Linked DNA regions of Canis lupus: region 1 is linked to region 2. Evidence: chromatin contacts called from public Hi-C data. All regions are on one chromosome and are shown on one strand. Each heading gives the region's core, a stretch centred on a gene start, on an enhancer-like site or on the middle of the called end of the contact. The rest is flanking DNA. Distances are from core to core; before and after follow the strand shown. Region 1 holds the start of DOK2 (docking protein 2). Region 2 holds the start of REEP4 (receptor expression-enhancing protein 4).

Evidence for each region. A called contact is a pair of places that touch in the nucleus more often than the background predicts.
Region 1: a contact with region 2 is called in a Hi-C map of blood, with 2.5 times the contacts expected there. The contact joins the promoter of DOK2 here to the promoter of REEP4 in region 2. A contact is called at or near these places in 2 of 9 Hi-C or Micro-C datasets (blood and skin fibroblasts).

The regions. Positions count from the first base shown.
Region 1 is chr25:35,490,977-35,495,342 of UU_Cfam_GSD_1.0, reverse strand. DOK2 (docking protein 2) reads right to left here and starts at 1,478. Exons shown (of 7, transcript XM_038573908.1): 1 at 1,378-1,478. It overlaps LOC119865951 (a long non-coding RNA gene), which reads left to right. Exons shown (of 4, transcript XR_005378696.1): 4 at 1-328.
Region 2 is chr25:35,273,654-35,278,313 of UU_Cfam_GSD_1.0, reverse strand. REEP4 (receptor expression-enhancing protein 4) reads right to left here and starts at 2,230. Exons shown (of 8, transcript XM_038573870.1): 1 at 1,842-2,230; 2 at 973-1,045; 3 at 537-613; 4 at 325-445. The coding sequence starts at 1,873.

The DNA of each region.
Region 1 (4,366 bases), core at 229-2,728, 220 kb before region 2:
CTACCGCCACCGCCACCACCTCTTCCCAGCATCTGACCCCTCTCAGGAGGCAGCCTAGAGGGCTGGTTAAGATAACAATCTACTTGCGAACATTGCAACTGTGCCTTCTGCGTGTTTCCATTGTCACCACTATTTGGCGGCAATTAGCATGAACGTTTCTGGAGGAGAAAAAGGACAGAGGTGAAAAGAGGGGAGATCACTATCCGGGTTGCTGGTAAAACGCAGGATCCGAGGGCAATGGCCCTGATCCCCTGGAGCAGAAAACTAGAAAGACAAACATAAATTCGGTCGACGTCGAATTGGAAATTCATTGGAAAGTAAATAATAATGCAGACATCCGAAGTGTGGGGTGGGGGTGGGGGGGCACACGGGCGGAGGGCGCAGCGAAGACCGTCGGGGTGTGATGGGACAGCATCTGCACGGTTGGGGTGCGGAGGGGGGCATCCGGGGGCAGGTCGGAAGGACACTCGGGAAGAGAGGCGTCCCCCAGGTGCTGGATCCGGGCGGGGACAGGTCCCGGCCCCTCTCCCGGAGCCGCCGCCAAGCCGGCCCGCGGCAGGTAGCCCCAAGTCCCGCTCCAGCGCCCGCCGCAGCCGGCGCGGCCCCTTTAAAAACCATGTAAACAAAGCTTTGTTCCCCCGGCTCCCCTCCCTCGCGCTCCCCCGGCCCGCTCCCTCTTCCCACCCCCCGCGTCTCCGGGCCGCTGACGTTGCCCGCGCCTTTACGCCGTCCCAGCGGCGCTGCGCATTCTCCAACCGCGGCCGCGGCCGCCGGGGCCTGCGCAGCCGAGCAGCGCTACGCCGCGAGCGTAGCGCGACGAGCCCCCAGCGCGCAGGCGCAGCGGCGACGGCGGCGGCGGCGGCAGCGGCCCCGGCCGAGGTGCGCGCTGGGGGGGAGGGGGGGCCGGAGAGGAGCATGAATGGAGCAAAATGGCGGATCATGTGCAGGTGAGAGGAGCCGCGGGGGGGAGGCGGCGGCCGCGGAGAGTGGGGGAGTGGGGGGCGCCCGCGGCCCAGAGGGCTCGAGCCGGCTCGGGGCTCGCCAGGCCCGCGCCGCCACCGCTCGGGGCTCCGGAGCCGCCGCCCGTCCCGGAGCCCCCGGGCCTTTCCCGCCTCCCGGGCCGGGGGGCCTCCTCCATCCCCTCCCACCGGGTCCCACGCCTCTCGCGCGGGCCGGAGCTGCGGGAATCCGTGCCCCGGCGCGCACCGCTTACACGGCTTATCGGGCACTGTCCCCCCGCTGGAAGGAGGCCTTCCGCGAGTCCTCCTACCCCCCGAGACGGGGGGGGGGAGGGAGACCCCCTCGCCGGCTCTGCCCCGAGGGGCCTGCCCCGTGACCCTCGCCAGCTCCCGGCGAATACCAGGAGGGAAAGCTCACCCTGGGGAACCTCGCTCTCCCGAGTAGTTCCCGCCGCCGGCCTCTTCACGGCCCCGAATACGGGAGACGACCCCCGCCCCCACCTGGCCGCCTCCCCCCACCCCCTCCGCGGATGCGCCCTTCACTCCCACACTCCCGATCGCACAGCCCTCGGGGCCGAGCTCCCCAGTCCTCCAAAATGGGTGCTCGGGCCTGGGCCCGCCCTCCCTCCTGTCCCCCTATCCACAGTGAAGGAGTTGAGTGCCCACACCTCCTCTGAAACGCGGGGTGGAGGGGGGTGTGTCTGGAATGAGCGATTCGGTGTTGGGTGCACACGTTGCCGTGGAGGGTCTCCACGAGGGGCTCCCTGGGGCTCAGGACCTGCCCTAGCCGTGCCTTGGGCCCAAGCCACTTTTCTTCAAAGACATGGCACAGGCCCTAGGAAGGGACAGCCCGCACCAAACCTGGTCGTAGCTCAAGGACTGCCAGGTTATTTTCTTGCAAACTCCGTAAAGTTGTTTTCTTCTCTGTGCTCTAGACGTGATTGAGATAGATAGATAGATAGATAGATAGATAGATAGATAGATAGATAGATAGATAGATATGTTTTTTTTTAATGACAGTTATTGATACAAACGTGTTGTCAGAATTCTTCAGATTTTTTTTCTAGGTAACTGCACAGATTTTGTGTTGTGGGAAGTGCAGAGAGGATGAGAAGCGTCACCTTATTTTGCACGCTGTACAGTACCATTTCTCTCAAGAACAAGAAGCTAGAGTGGCTATCAGTTGTTTAATTGGGAGAGGAGGCACTAGTTTTCAGGCCCAGGGATCAGTGGAGTAGATCTTTGGAGAATGAGGGGTAAGTTATCAGGACAGAATTATTAAAAAAAAAAAAAAAAATGTAACCGAAGATAGAAGACCACAAAATTTGTGTTTTAAGTTTTTGTTTTTCTTTAAGATTTCGTTTATTTATTCATGAGACATGCAGAGACATAGGCAGAGGGAGAAGCAGGACCCCCAGGAACACCACTGGAGCCAAAGGCAGACAGATGCTCAACCGACTGAGCCACCCCAAGTGCCCCGAGATTTGTGTTTTAAAGCCAGTATCATGGCCTGATTCAGAAATAGCAGTAAAACGATACAAGGTAATAATAGTATAGTGTAGCACCTTGAGTTTTATACCAGCCATTTCTAAGAAACACGAAGGATCTTATGATTTAAAAAAAAAAAAAAAAAAAATTCTCCCATCCTAGAAGAGTAGGTAGGTAAGACCTATTTCTCTTTTTAGAGGCAAATCAAAGCACAAAATGATTTATGTGAGATGAAGCTGAGTGGACCAAAGGCATTTTGACTCTGGATCTGGTGTTATCTGTTGGGGGGAAAAAAATAGTGTCCATGAGCATTCTGAAACGTGATTCAAAGGGTTAGCCTTCCCGAATGATGCTTTGGAAAGCAAAGAAAGTCAGTTTACTTTTATGTATATACACCTGTTCTGTCTCCTGTAAGGAGTAACTCTAAATGCTTTCTCTTCCACATCTTGAGCCCAAAAGGAACTCTCACAAGAGGAAAGTGAAGCTGCATCAAAGCAATCTTCATAGCATTTTTTGCTCAAAGCATGGTCTACCGTATGTTTAATAAGGTGATATTTTCCTCCCACCTACCCAAGAATAATAATCTACCAAAGTTAAAAATTTATTAACTTTTTAAGACAAAGGAATAAGCCAGCCAGTGTTTTATTTCACCTTTAAGAACTGCGTAGTGTGTTGTTTGAATTGGTCTTTATTGCAAGAAAATTAGCTTGTGAGGGAATTTTTTTCTCTTTAGCTAGAATGGGGCATGTTGCTTTTCTTTGTTAGGTCAATAAATTAGTGGTTAGTATTGGAAACTCACAGATTTTACCCTGGTATTTCATTGTAGCAGAAAAACCTTCCCAAGATGATGCTCTCTCCCCAATATGGGATGAGTAAATAGAAGGACGAAAGACCCATCTGAAGTACTTTGAGGGGTGGTACTTTTCTCATAACATTACTGGAACATGAAGTTTAAAAAGGAGTCTGTCACAGATTCAAAACAGTGATTATTTGAAAGTTTCATATGTACTACTAAATAGTTGAGTCATTTTGTGTCTAGTACTTTTCTGAACCACCAGGGTGAGCAGTTTTGTTATTGATTTTTTTTTGTTGTTGTGCGCTTTTTTTTTTTTTTAAACTGACACTAAGCGAGTGTCATGTGATTCTCAGGCTGAAGTCCTGAGCATCTTTTCTGATACGTGTTTTATGGATGACTTAAGTGTTACAAGACATTAGTAATGGGAAAATTATAATTGATCTGTCTTTCAGCTCTATTGTTGTCATAGTCAAGCCTCTTTAGAAGAGTGACTGTAAGCATCTCAACAGTGATGGGTCTCTTGTTCTTAGATGACCTTATCTAACACCCACCAGGCAGGCAGTGATTACAGAGCAGCATGAACTTAAAAAAAAAAAATCAGATTCATTTGTATTTATCTTCAGTTGCTCCCCTTCTATTTATTATTTATTTATTTATTTATTATTATTTTTTTAATCTAAAGTTAGATGAAGTTAGGATTCAGTATCTTCAGTTACTGGCTAGTTACTGCAAAGAGAAGACAATTCTTAGTGTACAGTGGTAATGAAAAATATTAAGAAGAATCAGGCATTAGCTTAAATAGTGCTAGCTGGTGTTCAGGATCTTGAAGGAAAAGGAGAGCGCATATTATATATAATATATACATTACTTAATTTTTAAGTATATTAAATGTATAGTAATTATAATATAAATGAAAGATGGTCCTGGGTGTTTTGTTTTGTTTTTTCTTAAGATTTTATTTATTTATTCATGAGAGACACACAGAGAGGCACAGGCACAGGCAGAGGGAGAAGCAGGCTCCATGCAGGGAGGCTGATGTGGGACTCGATCCGGGATCCCCGGGATCACGCCCTGAGCCAAAGGCAGACGCCCAACTGCTGAGCCACCCAGGCGTCCCATCCCG
Region 2 (4,660 bases), core at 981-3,480:
CCCTGTCCACCCCCACCTACAGGGCGCTGGCAACCACACCAAGGGCAGGGCTCCCCACCCACCCATTCCCCCACCTCAGGGGATGACCATGCTCAGCCTTCTCCCACTGTCCCCAAAACAACTGCCAGCTCTGCACATTCACATGTGCTCCCATTTGATTATCGCAAAAGAGGAAAAAGGCTACTTTCTATCAAGGTCCCACAGCTAAGGGCAACAGGACTCAGATTAGAACCCAGATATCATCCAGTATCCTGAACCCCGAGTCCAGGGTCCTTTCGTTCACACCCACCCCTATGTTTCACTCCCTGACTCCCCCCGAAGTACCTTCTCATGACGGGACAAGGACGGGTGGACAAACTTTCGGTAAAGCAGGCTGGCCCCTTTGGTGTAAGGTGAGAGCAGCCACAGCACAAAGGCCATCTTGATCTCATAGTAGAAAGGGAACCTGTCAGAGGACAGGGTGGGCAAGGTCAGCAGGGAGCCCGGCTGAGTGGGCCAGCACCTCCCCACAGCCCATAGGCCCCCTGCATGCATACCAGGAAATAAAGATGTCTGTGAAGGTCTCCACCGCCATGAATAGTGCAAAGACTATCCAGTACATCATCCATCGGACCTGGGGGTGTGGGTGGGGGTGTCAGAGGCCAACAGCTGAGCCTGCAGAGCCAACTCCCCTGTCCTAGGCTGACCCAGAGATTCCAGAGAGCCTGTCCTGCTGCATTCTCCTGGCAACTGGTTGGCCCTAGAGTTGCCTCTGAGAAACTGCCACTCATTTCTGTACCCACCCCCAAGAAGCTTCACCCACACGATTCTGCATGGGCTCCCCAATCGCCTGCCTTCCAACCACACCCACTCTGCTTAGGATATGCCACCTGCTTATGCCCCTGGAGGCAGGGGATGCCAGTTCAGACCCTCCCCACTTTGCCAAGTCCCCCCAGACCTGAATGAAGCCCTCCTGCCCACAGCCACACTCACATATTCACGAATGTTCTTGGTCTTCACAGCCTTGTAGGAAGCATAAGCTGGGTATAGCATCCCAAACACCAGCCTAGAAGGGCAGCCCATAAAACAGAGGGGGAATATGAGCAGCATCCTGTCCTCCTCGCCCCACCAGGTGGCCACCTCCCTCACAGATGTGAAGTGGCAAGGGCCTACCTGTTCTTCCCGCTTGGCTTGCACAATGTGTGCCTGAGTCAGTGCCCTGGAGGCCACCTCCCCACCCTGCTGTTTACAAACACCCCAAGCCTGCCCGGGCCTGCATCAGTGGCCTATGGGTGCATGATCGAGCGGAACACACACAGCCGCACACAGGTGGGTGGGAGGCAGGCTGCTGAGCTGGTGAGAGCACCAGGCTGTCTGCTCCTGTGGACATGCCATCAGGTCCACGGCCACCAGACCTGGCACTGCCAGGTTGCAGATAGGAATACTGGAGCCAGATGGAGTACTAAAAGGTGAGAAGAGGCCAGAATGGGGAGGCTGAGGCCAGGATGGTGAGTCAGGTGACTGCTCAGAAGGGAAGCAGGCACCTGGAACATCCGCCCACGACGTGCCACATCTTGTGTTTGCTAAGGGACTGCAGGTCGGCCTGAAGTCCTCGGCCCCACACACCTGTCTGCGGTGTGTGTGACTGCGGGAGGGGTGGCCACGGACCAAGGAGGCTTGAGGGCTGGAGGGCAAGCCAGGGTACCCCATGGCACGTGCAGGCCCGCAGGTCCGTTAACCCTCACGGTGAGTGTTGAGGGAGCCCCACAGGAGGCCCCTTTGCCATCAGATGTCCCCCTGTTCCAGATCAGGAGCGCTGTGGCTCCTGGGGATAGAAGGTGTAGGAAGGCACCCGTACTCACACCACCAGGCGACAGATCATCCAGGACACCATCCTGCAGCCTCGGGGACGAAGGGGGAGGGGATCCCCCAAGAAGAGGAGCAGAGGGACGCTCGGGCGGGGCTGGGACGGGGGCTCGGCGGAAGCGCGGGAACCAGAGGGGCGCTCGGGCCGCCCCTGAGTCTGCGGTGCGCGGAGCCGGAGGAGTGGGGCGCCCGGTGCCGAGGCTCGGAGGCCGGGCTCGGGGGCACCGACTCGGGAGCCCGGGGCGGGCGCGTCCTCCCTCGCCGCCGCGCTCCTGGGCGGATGCCGCTGCAGGAACCAGGCGTCGGGCTCCCGCCGCGCCGCTGGGCGGGTCCGGCCTCCGCTCGCCCCGGTCCCCGCGGTCTCGCGGCGCCCGGCCACCGGCACCGGCCTCGGGGCGGAGTTTGCAACTCACTTGAAAGTTGCACGGAACTGCGCGCTGCCCAACCCCTGGGCTCCGGCGCCGGGCGCAGGCGCAGTGCGGCCCCGGGGGGGCGGGGCGGGGGCGAGGACGCCGGGGGCCCGCCCCTTAAAGGGCGACCCGCCTCCCCGCCGTGCGCGGGGGCCCGCGGGTCCAGGAGCCCGCCCGCATTGGCAAGATCAAGGGATGGGAAACCGCAACAAAAAAGATGCAGAGGAGGAAACTTGGACTCCACAATTTTCGCGGCTCTTCCCTGGCTTCCCCCTTTTGCCTCATCTTTCCCTTCTGTAAAATGGGAAAAAGTCCTGGGCCGGGCGCAGGATCCCGCTTCCAGGCTCACGCACAAGGGGAGGGAGGCTTGGCCGAGCGCCGGCAGATCCAGGTCCCGCAGCTCCGGGGCACGAGATGCATAAGCGCCTCCGTGACGCTGAGATGACCCAGAAAGAAAGCGGGAGGAAGTGGGAGAGGGGAGCTGTCGTCACATGCGTGGCTCATCATCCCTTTGAGACTCACCCCGAAGAGTGGGCTTCAGGAGTTGACTTCTCTCAGGGATACCTCTCCAGAGGCACATACCTGGGCGGACTGACCACGAGACATTCTGGACAGAGAGCCCCCAGCCCCCACCCCCCCACCCATGCCTTCTTCACCAGACCTTTGAAATTCCACCTATTTCTGTGAGGACAGAACACAAATGTCCCCGAGAGCTGAATCATATCAACAATTGCCACTTAGTAGCTAATTTTTGTGTGCAAGGTCTTGACCTTTACAAAGATTGCACCCTCTCCCCCCCCCCTTTTTTTTTCACCATTGATGAAAAGTAACATCATCTAGTGGCATTTGTTGCTGGATGATGGGTGAATGAAGACAGAATGATCAGTCTTCTGAACACAGCCCTGGAAGGCCAGAGGGAACGGAGAAGCTCCTCCAGGGGCAGGTGTATATGGGGAAGAAAGTGGGAGGCTCAAAGGAGAAGGCAGGCTTGGTTGCTTCCAGAACTTTGTGTGTAGGATTGCATGCTTTGTATCTCTTCTGCACAGTGCCCCATTCCTCTGGCTGACAATGGGGACTGTGCCCTTCACCCTGCGCAGCCTCCCCCCTGCTTCACAGGGCTGGCAGCAGAGTTACCTAGAACCATGGGGATGGGAAACTTGAACAGTTATTACTTTTTATTAGAGCCATAGTTAATTCCCATCACCTATTGAGAGGATGGAATAAATAATGATGGGGGCCAGGGAAAGGAGGCTTCCTGGGAATAAATAAACACAAGGTAATTATGTAGTCTTAATTACTATCATCCATTTTATTGGTGATGTGGGGTGTGAGAGCTAGCAGTGAAACTGACCCACAGGAGAAACTTCCCTGAGGCCTCCCTCTTTCCCATCTAACCACCCCCTCACCCTGGGCCTCGCTCCTACCCTATGTTGGAAGAACAAGAAACTCCAAGAGCCAGAGTCCCACCCTCCATCTCTAGCCACAGACGTTATGAAAATCTGTGCCCAGAAAAAAGGATGTGGTAACTCCATAGGGGGCCAGCTCAGGAGGAGCTGGGGGCTGCGGTAGAGGGAAGAGCACCCGTTCCTCTGGAGATAAGGGTGCCTGGGCTGTGTGCATGTGCTCCCTTTGGTCCCTGCTGCAGAACCACGTCCTCCCTGGCTGCCTTCCAGAGTCACCTGACCTGACCTCAGCATCTACCCTCACTTGCTGGTGAAGAGCTCTCTTGTGCCCACTTTAAGACCTCTCTCCCCAAAAGACCACCCTGGAGGGGAAAGTCTCTCACATAGAGACTCCTGGTCCTCATAACGGCACTAGGAAATCTAATGGACATCAGAGGTGTGCTCCTGGGAGCAGGGCCCAGCATGGAGGGGTGTGCGGCTGGGAGCTGAGGGGTGTCATCCTCAGCTCTGCAGAGTGAGTGGACTCTGTCTCTCATGGCCTTTGGTCATGAGATGTTGACATAGTTACCCAGCTACACTGGATTGCTAAGCAACTCTCTGGACACACAGATGACCCCCAGGGCAGGTGACCAGGCAGGCATACAGCAGGCCTCATTCCCCGTGGCATTCAAGAGGAGGAGTGTCTCCCACCCCTGGAAAGAGTCCTAGGGGGAGTGACAGTCAGAATGATGTTTATCTTTCTACCGGGCAACAGAGTGCCAATGTGTCTGGGAGGCTCAACCCACTTCCCCTGGCAACTTCTCCCTGGCACAGCGTGAAGGGCCATTCCCCATTTGAGAAAGCAGAGCAGGAATTCCCAGGATAGTGTGGCTGGGGGACCTGTGGGGCACCTGCTAAGCCAAGAGCATATGGATATGGTTTCAAGAGGTGGAACCCCAGACATGGCACCTGTGAGATTCACCATTGTGAGGTTCGTCCAGGGGCAGGTTTGTCTGGGCACCT